Linked DNA regions of Mus musculus: all the other regions are linked to region 3. A link is a contact called in public ChIA-PET, HiChIP or PLAC-seq, Micro-C and promoter capture Hi-C data. All regions are on one chromosome and are shown on one strand. Each heading gives the region's core, a stretch centred on a gene start, on an enhancer-like site or on the middle of the called end of the contact. The rest is flanking DNA. Distances are from core to core; before and after follow the strand shown. Region 1 holds the start of Lrrc8a (leucine rich repeat containing 8A VRAC subunit A). Region 2 has its middle 20 kb from the start of Ier5l. Region 3 holds the start of Fnbp1 (formin binding protein 1). Region 4 holds the start of Cstad (CSA-conditional, T cell activation-dependent protein). Region 5 holds the start of Dolpp1 (dolichyl pyrophosphate phosphatase 1).

Region 1 (2,700 bases), core at 183-2,682, 900 kb after region 3:
AGGAAGCTGTCCTCCAACACTGCTCACCTGCCCTTGCCTGCCCATGACAGCTGGAGGAGAGCCCGACCTTCATCAAGGAAACAGCAGGATGAACGGCCTAGCCCACTGGCACCACCCCTGAGCCTCTGAATATACCCCCTCTCCTACCCTCAATGGTCAACTTATTCTTCCTGCACTGGCCATTTTCTCTACTTCAGAGGACATAACACAGATGGCAGAGTTAAAGAGACCACTGACACACTTGCAAGGCAGGAAAAGACTTTGTAGCCTCTGGCTACTCATTTCTGTCTCCAAAATTCAGCAGACAAGTGTCCCCATCCTCACAAAGACTCTCTCCCCTCCACACCTCATCCTTAAAGCTGTCCCTGTCCTAGCTAGGGCAGCGTTAGAGGAGGTTGTACAAGAGTGGCTGTCCTAGAACTACCACTATGTCAGCCCAGTTCCCATCAAGAAAAAGCTAATGCTCACTCAATGTGTTCTTTCAAAACAAGACAACAACTGTATCAAGCAGAACCAGCCCATCTTGACTCACTCCAGTCCAGTGCATGGCAGGTTCAAGAACCCTGGTCTCAAACAGAGGTTAGAGGCCCACGTCTCTACCCAGCACTCAGGAACCAGACAGGTGAATCTCCGTGAGCTCGAGGCCAGCCAGCCTGGTTTACAGAGAGAGTTTGAGGACAGTCAAGGCTACATAGTTGAGACCCTATCTCAAAAAACAAGCCCCCACCCCCTGCCACTGTCATCCCGAACTCTGCTGTTCCTTCAGCTTGGGGTCGCCTTTGCTGACCTCCAGCTCACCAACAACCTCCTGTACTTGTCACTCCTGCCCAAGAGATGCACAAAACAGGGACAGAACGAAACAGACTCTCATATCAGGAGTCGGTCGTTCAGGGAGCCCCAGTCTGAGGTCCCAAAAGCCTGTGCTCCCTTCCCCATAGCAGGGGACAGTCCGGGAGATCAGGAAGAGGGAGTGGTCTAAAGAGAAGCCGGCGCCGGGAAGCCCACGGCCAAGAACTGTAAGAGCTGGTGGGGGAGCTGTCAAGAGAACCCCGGGTGGAACCTCTGGGAAGGGGGCGCGTGCGCCAAGGGGCGCGGATCTGCGGGGACCAGCGCGGCAAGTGCGGCCTGAGGACCGCGGCGGAAACTCGGGTGAGAGGCGCGCGGAGAACAGGGTGCCCGGGAGGGGGCTCGCGCGCCGCCGCACGGCCTGGAGGGTGGAGACCGGAGCCGGCGCCCGCGGGAGGCAGGGCGGAGCGAAGCCCAGCGCGGGGCCAGGGTGGCCGGCGCCCCTGGGCAGCGAGAGCCCCGCAGAACTTGAAGGGGCGGAGCGCGCGTCCGAGGAGAGCGTCCCGTGCGGTGACAGCGCGCGTCTCATCCCCCACCCGACCCGCTCACCTGGGCTCTCCGCTCGCAGCCGCCCGCAGGCAGCCCGGGCCCTCCACCTCCCAGTCCGGCCGCCCGCCGCCGCGCTCCTCCAGCGCCTCCTTTTGTTTGTCCCTCACTGCACCACTCTGCCTCCCCCGCCCCGGAAGTGACGTCACGGCCGGACGCACCCGCGGCATCCCGGCCGTCGCCATGTCTGTTAAGGGGAAAGCTTGAGGCGGCTTCACCCTACTCCCGTCCACGTGCCTGCGCCAAGCCACTTCGGGGCGGAAGTAACGGGACAGAACTAAGCCCCCTTAAAGGGACAGGGATCCCTGCAACTTAAGGGATGCGTTACTCTGGCCAGAGCGGCCAAGTGACCCAAGCTGACGCAAGTATCCGCTCACCTCCTTTGTTCGGGTTCCGATCGCCATTGGGCCAGCGTCCTCATACCTTTAGTGCTGCTCGTTAGCTGACTCGCTGCCCAAACTCTTCAGGTGCCCGCAAATGTAACTGCCCTGCTGATGCTGACGCGCGCCTCGACACGTCCGGCTTGCGACGGTTGTCCCTGAAAAGCCGCATAATTCCGAGTTAACTGAATGGCTTCTCCGCCGCCGCTGCAATAAACACAGTTGAACTAAATTTAAAGGTTTCTTGGGCGATTAGTCGCGCCCCGGCGAGTTCACTGTCTCACACTAGGAGATCTTTGAAGTCGTTGGACTGGACTGGGTTAGGAACTTTTTGTAGAAGAGGGGAGAGAGGTAGTGCCGTGCTTGAGAAGGTATTGGAGTTTAGGAATCTGGTAGGTGTGTCCTGAGTCCAGTGGTCACTTTGAAACTAAGTATCTGCTTTATCCAGTATTTTGCTCCGACTTTTGTAAGCAAGGGCTTCTGGTGGGGATCTCTTTGTCCGGTTCCCCGGCTTCTGGCTGGAGATAGAGGATTGGCAGAGGGTGTGAGGGGAATTCTCTATCGGGAAACCTCCAGCCTAACGTTAGCAGCGAATTTTGAGCTGAGCTGAGGATAAAACCACATCTTCAGAACCAAGCCTCCAGACGCTAGCTGTGTGTGTGTGTTAATCTTCCCGGGTCCTCATAATTCCCAGGCTAACTGTAGTAATCCTTAGGTTGGGAAATTGTTCAGCTATTAAAACAAAGTGTTTCATGTACTCCAGTATGGGACGAGTTCCAGTAGCTTACGTGAAAGAAGAAAGGCAGGGAGCACAGCAATGAGTTTTTGTGGAGTTGGGTATCAGTGGTGTGTGCACCAGCTGACTAATATACACAGGCTGTACAGATGACCCTTCCCTCACTGAATGATCTCCGCCCCCTTTTACAGT
Region 2 (2,700 bases), core at 59-2,558, 690 kb after region 3:
GAGAGAAAGAGAGAAAAGAAAGAAAGAAAGAAAGAAAGAAAGAAAGAAAGAAAGAAAGAAAGGAAGGAAGGAAGGAAGAAAGGAAGAAAGAAAGAAAGAAAGAAAGAGAGAAAAGAAAGAAAGAAAGAAAGAAAGAAAGAAAGAAAGAAAGAAAGAAAGAAAGAAAGAAAGAGAATTCCCAGAGAGCTGCCTGCCTCTTCTTCCCCCGGGGCTGGGATTCCAGTGTCCCTTTTTGAAATACTCTAACTTGGTCTCAAGCAAATAATGAGAGCAACAGGATTTGTCTACACTTAGACCAGGAGGGTTTTCTGGGATGAGCAAAGGTCCCGTCCTGATGGAGAAGTTGCCACTGACTGAGGAGACAGCACTTTAGCCACATGGGGCATGGCTTCTGGCTTATCAGCTCCAAGTGCAGCCTGTGCGTGGGCTGCCTGGAGCCACAGACAATCTGTGTCAGATCCTCCTTACCAAAGAGCTGTTGGGGCAGAGAATCGTGTGGATGAAGCTGGACGCACCACAGAGTCAGTGTTGGATAAAGCAGCCATGTTGTCTTGCCTTCTACCCATACCTCCCACTCTACTCGTAGGCAAGAGCCCTCACCTTGAAGACTGAAGCTGCGTCTAATGGGTTCATCAGAAGGCTCCGGAAAGCCAGGCTGGGTCCCTGGGGGCATGCCAGGCCAGGGAGGCTTCAAACACACACCCCGACAAAAGTGTGTCGCTCCTCAGGACTCTTTATGAGAGTTTTCCAATCAGTTTCCATCTAAGAACCAAACTAATATGTAGGCATTGTAGATAGAGACTTCAAAGAAAGAAAAGCAGCCCCATATGGAAGCTCATGACTCAGAAGGCAGAGGCAGGTGGACCACTGTGAGTTTGAAGCCAGTCTAGTCTACATAGGAAGTTCTATGTAAGGTAGGGAATACAGTTAGATTTGGTCTCAAATAAACAACCAAAGGGGAAAGCCAGCTGGAAGGCCTGCAATCTCTTTCTTTGCTGGGTCAATGGTGTTCAGCATTTTTATAAGTATACTTGACAGCAGGAAAGCAGGCAGAATCCCCAAACCCTTGGTTCCACAGGCAGAGTAAGCACGCTGCCACCTATGCCCACACTGGTGGACAGCGACAGAGGCCAAGGATATGGATTTCCTTCTACCAAAAGGGAATGTGTGTTTCTTGGTCTTCTTAGCTGCTTGCTCCACTTAACAGGCCACAGGCCTGTTATCAAAAGAAACATAGAAGCCCATCATCCGACAGCCACTGTGCCTGCTCCACCAGCCTCTAACAAGCCCTAACTGTTCAACACAAGGGTATTTCCAGTGTTTGCTTAGAGTAAGTCATGAGTAAAGGGTGCGCCATGTCTGGCTGCTTCACTGCAGCCTCCCAGCTCCCACAAAGAGCAGGGAGCAGAGGGCTCTGCCCACACTGGGCCAGTGGACGAGCTCAGTCCTGGCCTGCATCCCTGGCTCCATGCATCCTGTTAGTCACTAGCCAAGAGACACACTGGGGTCCTCTTTTCCCTCCAGCCCACATCTCTTCCACTTCAGGACCCTGAGAAATGTGTTGTCTGAGGTTCCCCAGGGACAGTGATAGTGGTGCATAGTGCTGCCTCTCCCTCTCTTCAGAAAGCTGGGACACGCAGCACAGCCTCCACAGCTCAGCCTGTCTGTTCGTGGAGTGGGAGGGGCAGCTTGGATTAGAAGGCTACATGAGGCCTTTCAATCAACTGAAGCCTGAACTGAGCCCCAAAGAACCAGGGGGCTCCCCAATGGGGGTAAAAGGTCAAATCAACCAGTAGTCAGAGAGTGAGAAGAACAGAGCAGTCAGCGTGGCTAGAACGTGAAGAACAGGAAGGATGGCAAGGAGCCTGAGAGCCCATGGCCTGACTCTCCCTCTCCCTAGGATCGATGGCAGCCCTGCCAGCCCTCACCAGCCGTGTCCAACATGCTGCCATCAGCACCTCAAACCCAGCGACCCTCACTGAATCGTCTTTCCTCAGAGCCTACTCTTTCCTCCCAAAGGTGATGGGACCCAGGTTCAATGAACCCCTTCCCTCTTCTTCACCACCTAGTCTCCCCACCTCTCCCCAGCAGCGCAAACCTCCCTGGCCTGCATAGGGTATCTGTGCCAAGGCATTAGGTGATACCAGCTTCCAGGCCAGCGCCTACCCAGATGCCAGGGAGCTTCCCCACTTCCTACAAACCCACAGAGGCCCACTACATCACTTTCTTAGCCTCCTAGCTGGTTTATGATGAGTGGGGACTGCTGTGTGACAGGCTCTCTGGTCAACATCCTCCTCTCCTGTAGCTCGCCTACTGGAAACAGTAAGCACCTTGCAGAGAACTCATCTAAACGTAGGTTTTTGTTTTGTTTTGTTTTTGTTTTTCGAGACAAGGTTTCTCTGTGTAGCCCTGGCTGCTCTGGATCTCATTCTGTAGACCAGGCTGGCCTCGAACTCAGAAATCCGCCTGCCTCTGCCTCCGGAGTGCTGGGATTAAAGGCGTGGGCTACCACCGCCCAGCTACATACAGACTCTTAAACACAAGCTGCACAATCCAGCTTGTTCCAAAGGTCCCCTTGACTCCGGATGGCGGGCAGGGACATGCCCATCCACTGAGAGCTCCCTTGGACCCACGTGTCAGCACAGCAGTGCCCTTCATGGGTCCAGCATGGACCGGCAGTGGGAATCCTCTCATCCAGCT
Region 3 (2,700 bases), core at 136-2,635:
CAAAGGAAGTAGGAGGTCCTGAGGTTTAAGGCAAGGTTTCTCAGCTCCGCCCCTCCTTCCTTTTTCTTTCTTTCTTTTTCCTTTTCCAACAAATTTATTATTTTGTGCTTAGTTTTGGTTTTTGAGACAGGATCTCACTATGTAGCTGTAACTCATAGAGATCCACTTGCCTCTGCCTCCATACCTCACCATTATTGTTTACCATTGTTATTTTATTTTAGCTGAGGTTTTCCCCTTTGTGGACCAGGTCATCCTACTTGGTATTTACTATGTGGCTCAGGTTGGCCTTGAACTTGCAGCAGTCTTCCTACCTCTGCCTCAGGAGTGTTAGGACTGGTTAGGAGTGTTAGGTCTGGGACGGCACACACTGGGCTGAGATTCACCCTTTAAGGAGATTTAACTCACTGTTGGAAAAAGATGAACGGGTTCAGGATAACAGGGAGTGGAGAATTGTGTAGAAGAGGGTCACGACTCTGGAGGAGAGGTCTCGGAATTCAGAGAAAGAAAGATTCTGAGGAGACAGTTGGAAGCCCCCAGATTCTCCACAGCATGTGAGAAATGACATTCTGTGGAGTTTTGGAAGAGTTAATGAGATGGTTCCCATTCTGCGTCAGCCACCCACTGGCCAGTTCACCTCCTCTGTTCACATCACTAGGCCTGGACTGGTAGACACTGCCTCCTTTTGGCAGCTGAGGCTCTCCCCCAGATAGAGGTGAAACCTGTTCTAGACCACCCAGCCAAAGAGTGCAGAGGCTGAATTTGAACCCTCCAAAGTCCCTGTGGGCCCTTCAGAGATTCTGCTGTCCTTCAGCAGGGTAACAACTTCACTGCCGAGATTCCTGGCCAAATAGGCAGAAAAAGGCACTGGTTATAATTCTTTGGGCTCACATTCCCGAGTTCTTTCCCTGGGTTCCTGGATCTGCTGGATTGCTGTTCCCTTCAACGTCCTATGTACACTGTGCACCGACGTCACGGTCCCAGGCCCCACTCCTACGCGCGCGCTGCCGAGCTCTTTGGGCCTCCACAGTGTCTGGATAGTGGAAGAAGCCACTCCGGGAGCTTCTAAGGTGGGCGTCGGCGGCCACCTGGCGAAAGTTCTGAAATGCAAAACAGCGCTAGGCGCGATGGGTAGAAGGCAGATGGCGATGGAGGGACGTGATCACCAGCAGCCCAGTCTGCAGACAGAGAGCGCAGGTCCCAAAAGAGTTGGGCTCGCTGGTTGCCGAATACCGATGACGAGCAGGAGTCCCCAGGGGTTCACGTCCTTCCAGACCCCCGGGGCAACTGCGCCAAAGGGAGCCTGTGGGCGGGACGGTATGCACGAGCTGTCAGTCCGGTCCCGCCCCGTCCCGCCTCTCGTCCCGCCCCATCCCGCCCCTCAGCTCCGGTGCGGGGCGGGCGCGCTGCGGCGGTCGCTGCTGCTGCTTCCTCGGGCCATTTTGCTCCGCGCGGAGCGACGAGAGGTTGCGAGCTCGGGCTAGAGGAGGCGCGGGCCGGGGGAAGCGGCGGGCTTTCCGCATTCACAAGGTTCGGAGGGCCGCAGCGATCGCCGGCGAAGGGGGTCGGAGGCCCCTTCCCGGTCCCTGCACCATGAGCTGGGGCACTGAGCTCTGGGTGAGTGAGGGGCCGGGCCGCGGGCGGCCTGGGCGGGAGGCGCATCGAGGGGCCTCGGCGTGCGTCGTCGCCCAGCAAAGAGGGAGCGCGGATCGGGTGGCCCCGGCGGCCTCGGGGCGGCGTGGAGCTGGGTCCGGGCTCCCGGAGCGGCAACCCGCGGGCGTTCCCCGGGGGCGTGGGGCCCGCGCTGTGCCGGGCTGCGTAATTGCGCGCGCCCCTGGCCGGAGCTCTGGGGCCGATCTATACGCTTGGAGGTGCGGGCGGATCCCGCGCTACTCCCGGGGGCGGGGCGGCCTGGCAGGCGCAGGGTTTCGGGTCTCGGGGGTACCGGTAGCGAGAGGTAAGGTCTTCTCTCTGAAAGTGAGGACTTTAGCCCCGAGGCGGTTGGAGCGCACTTGTATCTTGGAGACAGCTCAGATTCTGAATTTGAGGGGGGCTGCGGTGTTTGGTCCGCAGGGGGACAGCGGTAGGGGAGATCATAAGATAGCACGGAGGGACGATTGCCGGGGACCTGGTTCTGTCCTGCTGCCCAGAGGAAACGAAACGGTTTCGAGAGGGGATAATCTTGCGAGGATCCTTCCTTTGGGGGTGCAGGTGGGTTAGTGATCAGCTTGTATCTGGAAACGGTCCCATCGAGGGCGATCAGAGGACGCCAGGACAGCTCTCAGGGCATCTCCGGGAAAGGGAGGCCGTTGGCCGAGGGGCAGGGCCTGTTGCCCTGCCTTCCTCTGGACTCGAGCACGGGGAAAGGCTGGTCATAGGCGTGCGGTGCAATGGCCTGGGTGAAGGTGGGGAAGAAACCGCGGTTACTGCGCTGAAATGTGCCCGAGACCAGTCCTTCTCAGTGATGAATCCTAAGTGCCCGCTGACTACCTTTCTGAATTCCATTTGTGAAGGGTGTGGAGGGATAAAGTATGGGGTGGTGTTGCCATCCAAGATGAGGCCAAGAAATGCCGTGTCAAAATAAGGTTAGGGCAATTAGGGAAATGCTGTGCATCCCCCTTAAATTATTTTCTTTGCCTTGATTGTTTTTACATAACCATTCCTTAGACTACAGTAGCTTCTGCTAATACTAAAATCCCGGGA
Region 4 (2,700 bases), core at 180-2,679, 550 kb after region 3:
CTGGAAGTCACGGAGAAGCTGTTCAACCAAGACCCCCCTGGCTCACTGGGCTTGGAAGGTCTCAGGTTAGCTATTCCAGCACCTTCTCTATCTCTCAGACTCCCTTCCATCTTCATCCCACGGCCTGGGAGAGGAGGCCTGGGTGGCTCCGGTCTGAGCACTCTCAAGCCTTGCTCAGTTCCTTGCCTCAGTTTCCCCATCATAGATTGCCAATAACAACAACACTTGCTAGGGGTGTTGTAGGGACTGCAGAGATCTTTGTGGGGTGATCACAGTCAGGAGCCAGTTCCAGTGTGAGCTACTCCTTCCTCCCCCCGCCCCGCCCCCCAGGCACTTTGCATCTTCCCAGCCCAAGGGTGGCATCTCCTGGGTGTTGTATAAGAAGCCCCAGCCCCACAGGGCTGAGGATGGCTGGCTGCCTATCAGATGAGACATCTGCGTGTTTCAGGCCTATAGCTGCCCGAGATCCCTGCCTCTGTCTGGCTTCTTAAACCACAGAGCAAGGAATTTGATATTTCCTTGTAAGGGCTATGGGCTTTTGTGGTTCCTGTCCTCCTTGGGCATACAGTCTGATTGTGAGTCAGGAACCCAGAGGCTGCAGCAGGAGGGCTGGGGCAGGAGATACTTTCCAGAGAAGATGCTCAGAGGAGGGGCAGGGGAGACAGAGGGTAGCAGAAACTGCTGGAGGCACCCAGGAGCTCACTGTGGGTCAGGGCAGACCCTTACATGAGCTCACTCATGGGGAGACCTTGGGTTGGATAATCAAGGGGAACCACTGCTTGCAAAATCCCTGTCACCTGTGAAGACATAGAACAGGTTCTACCATCACCACCCCCATTTTACATATGAAGAAACTGAGGTTCAGGGAGGACAGCAGCACCCCTCTAGTCCTGCAGCTTTGGTCTATCTCTAGAGAAACCTAGGACCAGCCTGCGTGAGGCCTGTCCAGATCTGGAAGGAAGGGACTAGGGACCAGGGGTAGGAGTTGGGATGGAGGAGCTGAAGGGGTGGGCAGCAAAACCAAAGCCAAATCCTATTAGTACTAGGCAGAGAGATGGAGGAATGTGGGTGAGGACAGGGTCAGTCGAGGAGAGGCCTGGAACCCCTAGAGCACCGGATAGTTCCCCCTCCCTCCCAGGTGCGACCCCTCAACTTCCCGGAAGACACCACCCCCAGCTGGGCGGAGAGAAGGCCCACCGCCCCCGAGCCGCCCAATCAGAGGCACTCCCAGTCTGATGGCGGAGGCGCGGGCTGAGGGTTCCCCGGGCCTTCGGGGGAGCCCGGGGACCTGACCCCGACTCGGTGCCCCCGGCCCCCGCCCCCAGCCTCATTAGCACCGACGCCGGTTGTCTCCCCTAGCTTTCCGGTGGCTCCAGAATTTAAAGGTTAAATCCTAACCTCATCTCAGCAGTTTCTCCGGGCTTTGCCTACCCAGCGCCAGTTGCTGGTAATTATATGCATCTCCGAGCAGCCAATCAGCTGTCAGACTGACAGATACTGATCTTTTCGTTTTATTTTTAGCTCTGTGCTTCCCCCTCTAGTTGCAAAAAAAAATTCTGTTTGTTCTGAAAGCCGCTGCCTGCAGCCCTGCAGCCTGCTCTCATCTCTCCTCCAGCCAGGCGCGAGCAGGCAGCCACTGAGGATGAAGCCTCCATCCCTTCTCCAAAGCAAGGACAAAACGGCCTCTGTCCCCAGCTAAGGGCCGGCCAGGACGAAGCCCCGCTGCTGCACAGGGCCGAGGCGTCCTCGGATGCACAGCCACGGGAGAGAAGATGGCTTTGGCCTGGAGAGGTTGCGGCATGGAATGGAGACAAATCCTGTCGGTGGCGCCCGGAGGCCAGGAGAGGGGCAAAGACAAACAAATAGCGGGGCAGAGCTTCACTGAGAGTGGAGGGGCTTACACAAGCCAGTGACCCCAGAAAAGCAATCACCTCACAAAATGAACAGAAAGGGGCCTAGAAGCTGCCCCAGCTCAGTTTTGCATGGGTAGGCCATGCTAGGCACACTGGACCCTTCTAAGTCACCTGCCATGGGAAAGGCCAGCGATATGCACCCCTGGAGTCCTTTTATGGATCGTTCTAAAAGGCTGTATGGGTCTTCCAGGAGGCCCCTGGTCATACAGTAGATTTTGGAGAGGTCTGATAGACTCTACGGTTTATAGAATTTCCCCTTGTGCCTCAACACTCTGCCCCGAACTCATGCTTGGCCGTAGATAAAGAGAAGCCGGCCAGCCAGGACAGGGCCAGGATCCCATCATGACTTCTCTCTGGAGGTAGAATCCAGTTTAGGACACTGGCCACAGAGGCCTGGATTTAAGCCCAGGTCATGTTTCTCAGCTCTGGGTCCCTAAACAACCACAAGCTCTCAAAGCCACAATGTTCCCATCCATGAAGTGGGTCTCAGGCATGCCTGCACCTCTGGGAGTGACTTGAGGGTAGTAAATGGTCACTCCTGGCTCCAGCACCCCGGGCCTAGCGCCCTAAGAGTATCACCAGGTCCTCTGTTTGGTAGATGGGGAAACTGAGGTTCATCTGACTCTTATTTGGCAGATCTGGGACTAGAACCCTCCCCTCCCTTTTTGGCTTCCTATTCTCTGACACCACAGATGGTGTGCTGAGAAGGCTGAGGAAAAGCGAGGAGAAGGGAATTAGGAGACCCAGCGAGATGGCGGGAGGCAGGAACACCCGGATCAATTACTTG
Region 5 (2,700 bases), core at 170-2,669, 750 kb after region 3:
GGGCCTTGCACCCGGGAGATGCTATGCTAAGGGAATGCAGAATGAATGGATGGATGGGTGGTTGGGTAATGAACAGGCACTTTGATAGGGCCCATCCCTGGACTGCCACACCTTAAGTATAACCCAGAACACCCAGAGGCAAAGTTCTCCTGGCCTGTGGCCCTGTGTTCTCAGCAGACCCAAGTTCTCAGGCCCTCTACCCAAGAGGACAGGCCCTTCCTGGACAACCAGAGGCCAGCAAGGGGGCCCCGGCTGCTCAGCAACAAACATTTATCCAGGGAGGGTGCTGGCAAGCTAGAGAGATAAACTACAGGTATTTACTGGGTGTCCACTGTGGGCCAGGCTCTGTGCCCAGCACCTCTTAGGCCTGTGGTCATTTGAGTCACACACCATTACAGAAAGGAGACACTGTACTTGGAGCCACTTAAGATGAAGTGACTGGAGGGGTGGTGCCTACCCTGGAGCCCGGAAACGTCTCACCCCAAGGCCTAAGCTCCGCTCCGCTCCACTCTATGGAGCCGAGCCGGAACTTCAGAACCATGGCTAATGGACCTTCCCACCAGAGAGGCGGGCACTCCCAGAGGCGTGTCAGATGGAAGCTCTTACAAGTCAGGCTCCCAGGGGCTGCATGCCCCCTTGGCGGCTGGCCTCTGCCGCGCTGCTCAGGGCGTGGCGCCGCAAATTCTCCCAAACCTGGCCTGGGTTTGCACACTCCCTGCAACTGGGAGCTTTCTCCAGTGAGCAGCCCGCAGCGTAGTGAAGGAAACTGTCACTCCCTGCACAGCCGAGCAGGAGTGCGGCCTCTCTGGCTCGGGGGAGGGCGGGGCACAAGGGACAAAGTCCAGGCCCAGATCCTCGCCCGCCCTATCCAGACCCTCCCCCGGCCCAGGACAGCCCACCAGCACCCCGGGACCCCGGAGAGCGACTCGGCCGCGCAGCCGCAGAGCACACGAGCGAGCCGCTCGCAATTTCTCCCTGCTCATCGCCGCCTCACTGCGCCTGCGCGGCGCGCGCGCCGGCCGAGCCCCTCCAAGGCTCGCTGTTTGACAGTTCCCACCGCGGTTCCAAGGCGCCCCGAAGGCGGTCCGCGCGGCCCGGAACGCCCGGGGCTGTGGCGGCAGCTCGAGGAGAACGTCCTCGGAGCCGGGGCAGGCTCTTACCTGCAGGGTATTCGACGTGGGTGAGGGTCACTGGCCGCCATGAAGCGGGGAGCGAGCACTGTCCGTCCGCTGCCATCTTACCCGGAGACCGGGCTTCGCAGAGCAGCCAATGGGGAGCAAGGGGGGCGGTGGTCCTGACCTATCACGCCGGGGAGACGCCACGCACCCAATCCGAGGCCGATTGCAGGTAGTGGCGCAGCCATTCAGTGTGCAGGTCGTGAGGCTGGCCCGTGCGGCGAATCAGAGAGCGGGGACTCGCGCAGCTTTGCCAGTGTCCAATCCCGTGCGAGTTCAGGTAGTTGACTAACCAATCAAGAGAATGGAGCACTCGCAGCGCAGGACAGAGCGCAGAACAGCCAATCAAAAGGTAAGCTTAGCTCGGCGTGTGGGAAGGGCGAGCCAATCAGGCGCTATCTCGGGGGGCGTGTTGTACTTTGGTGGGAGCTTTGGTTAGGCTGGCACCTGCGCCCAGAGTTAAAGCTCCTGAGAACCCAGAGCGCAGTGGAGGAGCAGCCTCAGCACCACCGGGTCTCAACCGACCCATTTGGAAAACAAAAATGTGTTCCTCACTATGAAGGCTAGGCTTGCCCCAGCATCATTCTGCCTCGTCCTCCAGGTTCTGGCTTCCTGTCCATAAATGTAAACTGAAGTCAAAGACCTAGTGCAGTTTTTTATTGCCCTTTACTGACAGACAAGAGGTGCAGTTCCGCAAAGGAACTTTTCTGTTAAAAAAAAATTATTGGTCCTCACTTCTGGGATGTAGCACATATTGTAGATATCTTAGATGGGATGCTATACGTTTCAATTACGCCGTAGCGTAGTGAGGCCACTTGGGACCATTTTCAGTATAATCCAGATGTTCCATCTACCCTTCTCTGTTTCCCCATTCTTGAAGAAACATTCTTGAAGAAACAGCCACACCTCCCACCCACGTCCCCTTTCTGAACCAACTCTCTCCAGACAGACCTACTTACTGTCTAGGCCAGATTCCAATTCCTCAAATTTCTCTGCAAGGAATGGGCACACACACTCCTGCCCCATTTGCCTGGCCCAGGCTGACTTGTCAGTTCATAGCTTCAGGTTCTGAAAATTAAGAGAAGGGCCTCCACAGAAGCAGGGGGATCTCTGTGAGTTGGAAGCCAGTCTGGGCTACCTCAGAAAGGGGGTGGGGGAGTTCCAGTGGTCTCCCACAATTGCACCTCCTTTGCCTACCTCATCTCTGGCTACACTTGACTGTAATTATTTCCTTGTCTGCCTCTGCCAGTATGCAACGGTTCTCTGACCTCTGACTAAGGCCCAGAGCATGTACAGTAAAAAAATAAAAATAAAAGCAGGTTCCGGGTCTGCCTTAGACCTGGGGGTACCCAGTAGGTCTAGGTTGGAGCCTTGGCCCTCCATATTCTATGTTCTGAGGTCACTAGCTACAGTGGCTTAGTCTGGCAGCCCGTGGAAGCCAGAATTGTAGGTTACTCTAAGTAGGCTGGGGACTCAGAATCCCCCAGTGGTGTTCAGCTTGTCTTCCGTCTCCCTACCCAGCCTG

Evidence for each region. Hi-C and Micro-C count contacts between places; a contact is called where the count stands out from the background. ChIA-PET counts read pairs in DNA pulled down with a chosen protein or histone mark. HiChIP or PLAC-seq counts read pairs in DNA pulled down with a chosen protein or histone mark. Capture Hi-C pulls out chosen DNA fragments and counts their contacts.
Region 1: an RNA polymerase II ChIA-PET map of memory CD8 T cells shows a contact between it and region 3, with 14 read pairs. The contact joins the promoter of Lrrc8a here to the promoter of Fnbp1 in region 3. A contact is called at or near these places in 3 of 39 promoter capture datasets (liver and pre-B cells) and 1 of 115 datasets of contacts at active chromatin or transcription factors (memory CD8 T cells).
Region 2: a FOXA1 HiChIP or PLAC-seq map of pancreatic cancer cells shows a contact between it and region 3. The contact joins the enhancer-like site here to the promoter of Fnbp1 in region 3. A contact is called at or near these places in 2 of 39 promoter capture datasets (neural stem cells and pre-B cells) and 2 of 115 datasets of contacts at active chromatin or transcription factors (memory CD8 T cells and pancreatic cancer cells).
Region 4: a contact with region 3 is called in a Micro-C map of embryonic stem cells, with 1.6 times the contacts expected there. The contact joins the promoter of Cstad here to the promoter of Fnbp1 in region 3. A contact is called at or near these places in 1 of 484 Hi-C or Micro-C datasets (embryonic stem cells) and 1 of 115 datasets of contacts at active chromatin or transcription factors (embryonic stem cells).
Region 5: a contact with region 3 is called in a promoter capture Hi-C map of liver, with 3 times the contacts expected there. The contact joins the promoter of Dolpp1 here to the promoter of Fnbp1 in region 3. A contact is called at or near these places in 2 of 39 promoter capture datasets (frontonasal cranial neural crest and pre-B cells), 1 of 115 datasets of contacts at active chromatin or transcription factors (embryonic stem cells) and 2 of 9 other capture datasets (adipose tissue and liver).

What each region holds. Positions count from the first base shown.
Region 1 is chr2:30,236,501-30,239,200 of GRCm38.p6, reverse strand. Lrrc8a (leucine rich repeat containing 8A VRAC subunit A) reads right to left here and starts at 1,432. Exons shown (of 4, transcript NM_177725.4): 1 at 1,396-1,432. It overlaps 1700084E18Rik (RIKEN cDNA 1700084E18 gene), which reads left to right and starts at 1,570. Exons shown (of 1, transcript NR_028299.1): 1 at 1,570-2,004.
Region 2 is chr2:30,452,494-30,455,193 of GRCm38.p6, reverse strand. No RefSeq gene overlaps it. Among named protein-coding and RNA genes, the nearest start is that of Ier5l, 20 kb to the left of the region's middle. Within about 2 kb of position 1,308, at least 31 of the 459 cell types and tissues checked have an H3K27ac peak or open chromatin away from gene starts, as enhancers often do. A contact at or near this core is called in pancreatic cancer cells, where this site is marked.
Region 3 is chr2:31,140,693-31,143,392 of GRCm38.p6, reverse strand. It overlaps Fnbp1 (formin binding protein 1), which reads left to right and starts at 1,385. Exons shown (of 17, transcript NM_001177648.1): 1 at 1,385-1,614. The coding sequence starts at 1,591.
Region 4 is chr2:30,593,773-30,596,472 of GRCm38.p6, reverse strand. It overlaps Cstad (CSA-conditional, T cell activation-dependent protein), which reads right to left and starts at 1,429. Exons shown (of 2, transcript NM_030137.2): 1 at 1,399-1,429. The coding sequence starts at 1,403.
Region 5 is chr2:30,390,973-30,393,672 of GRCm38.p6, reverse strand. Dolpp1 (dolichyl pyrophosphate phosphatase 1) reads right to left here and starts at 1,419. Exons shown (of 8, transcript NM_020329.4): 1 at 1,161-1,419. The coding sequence starts at 1,236.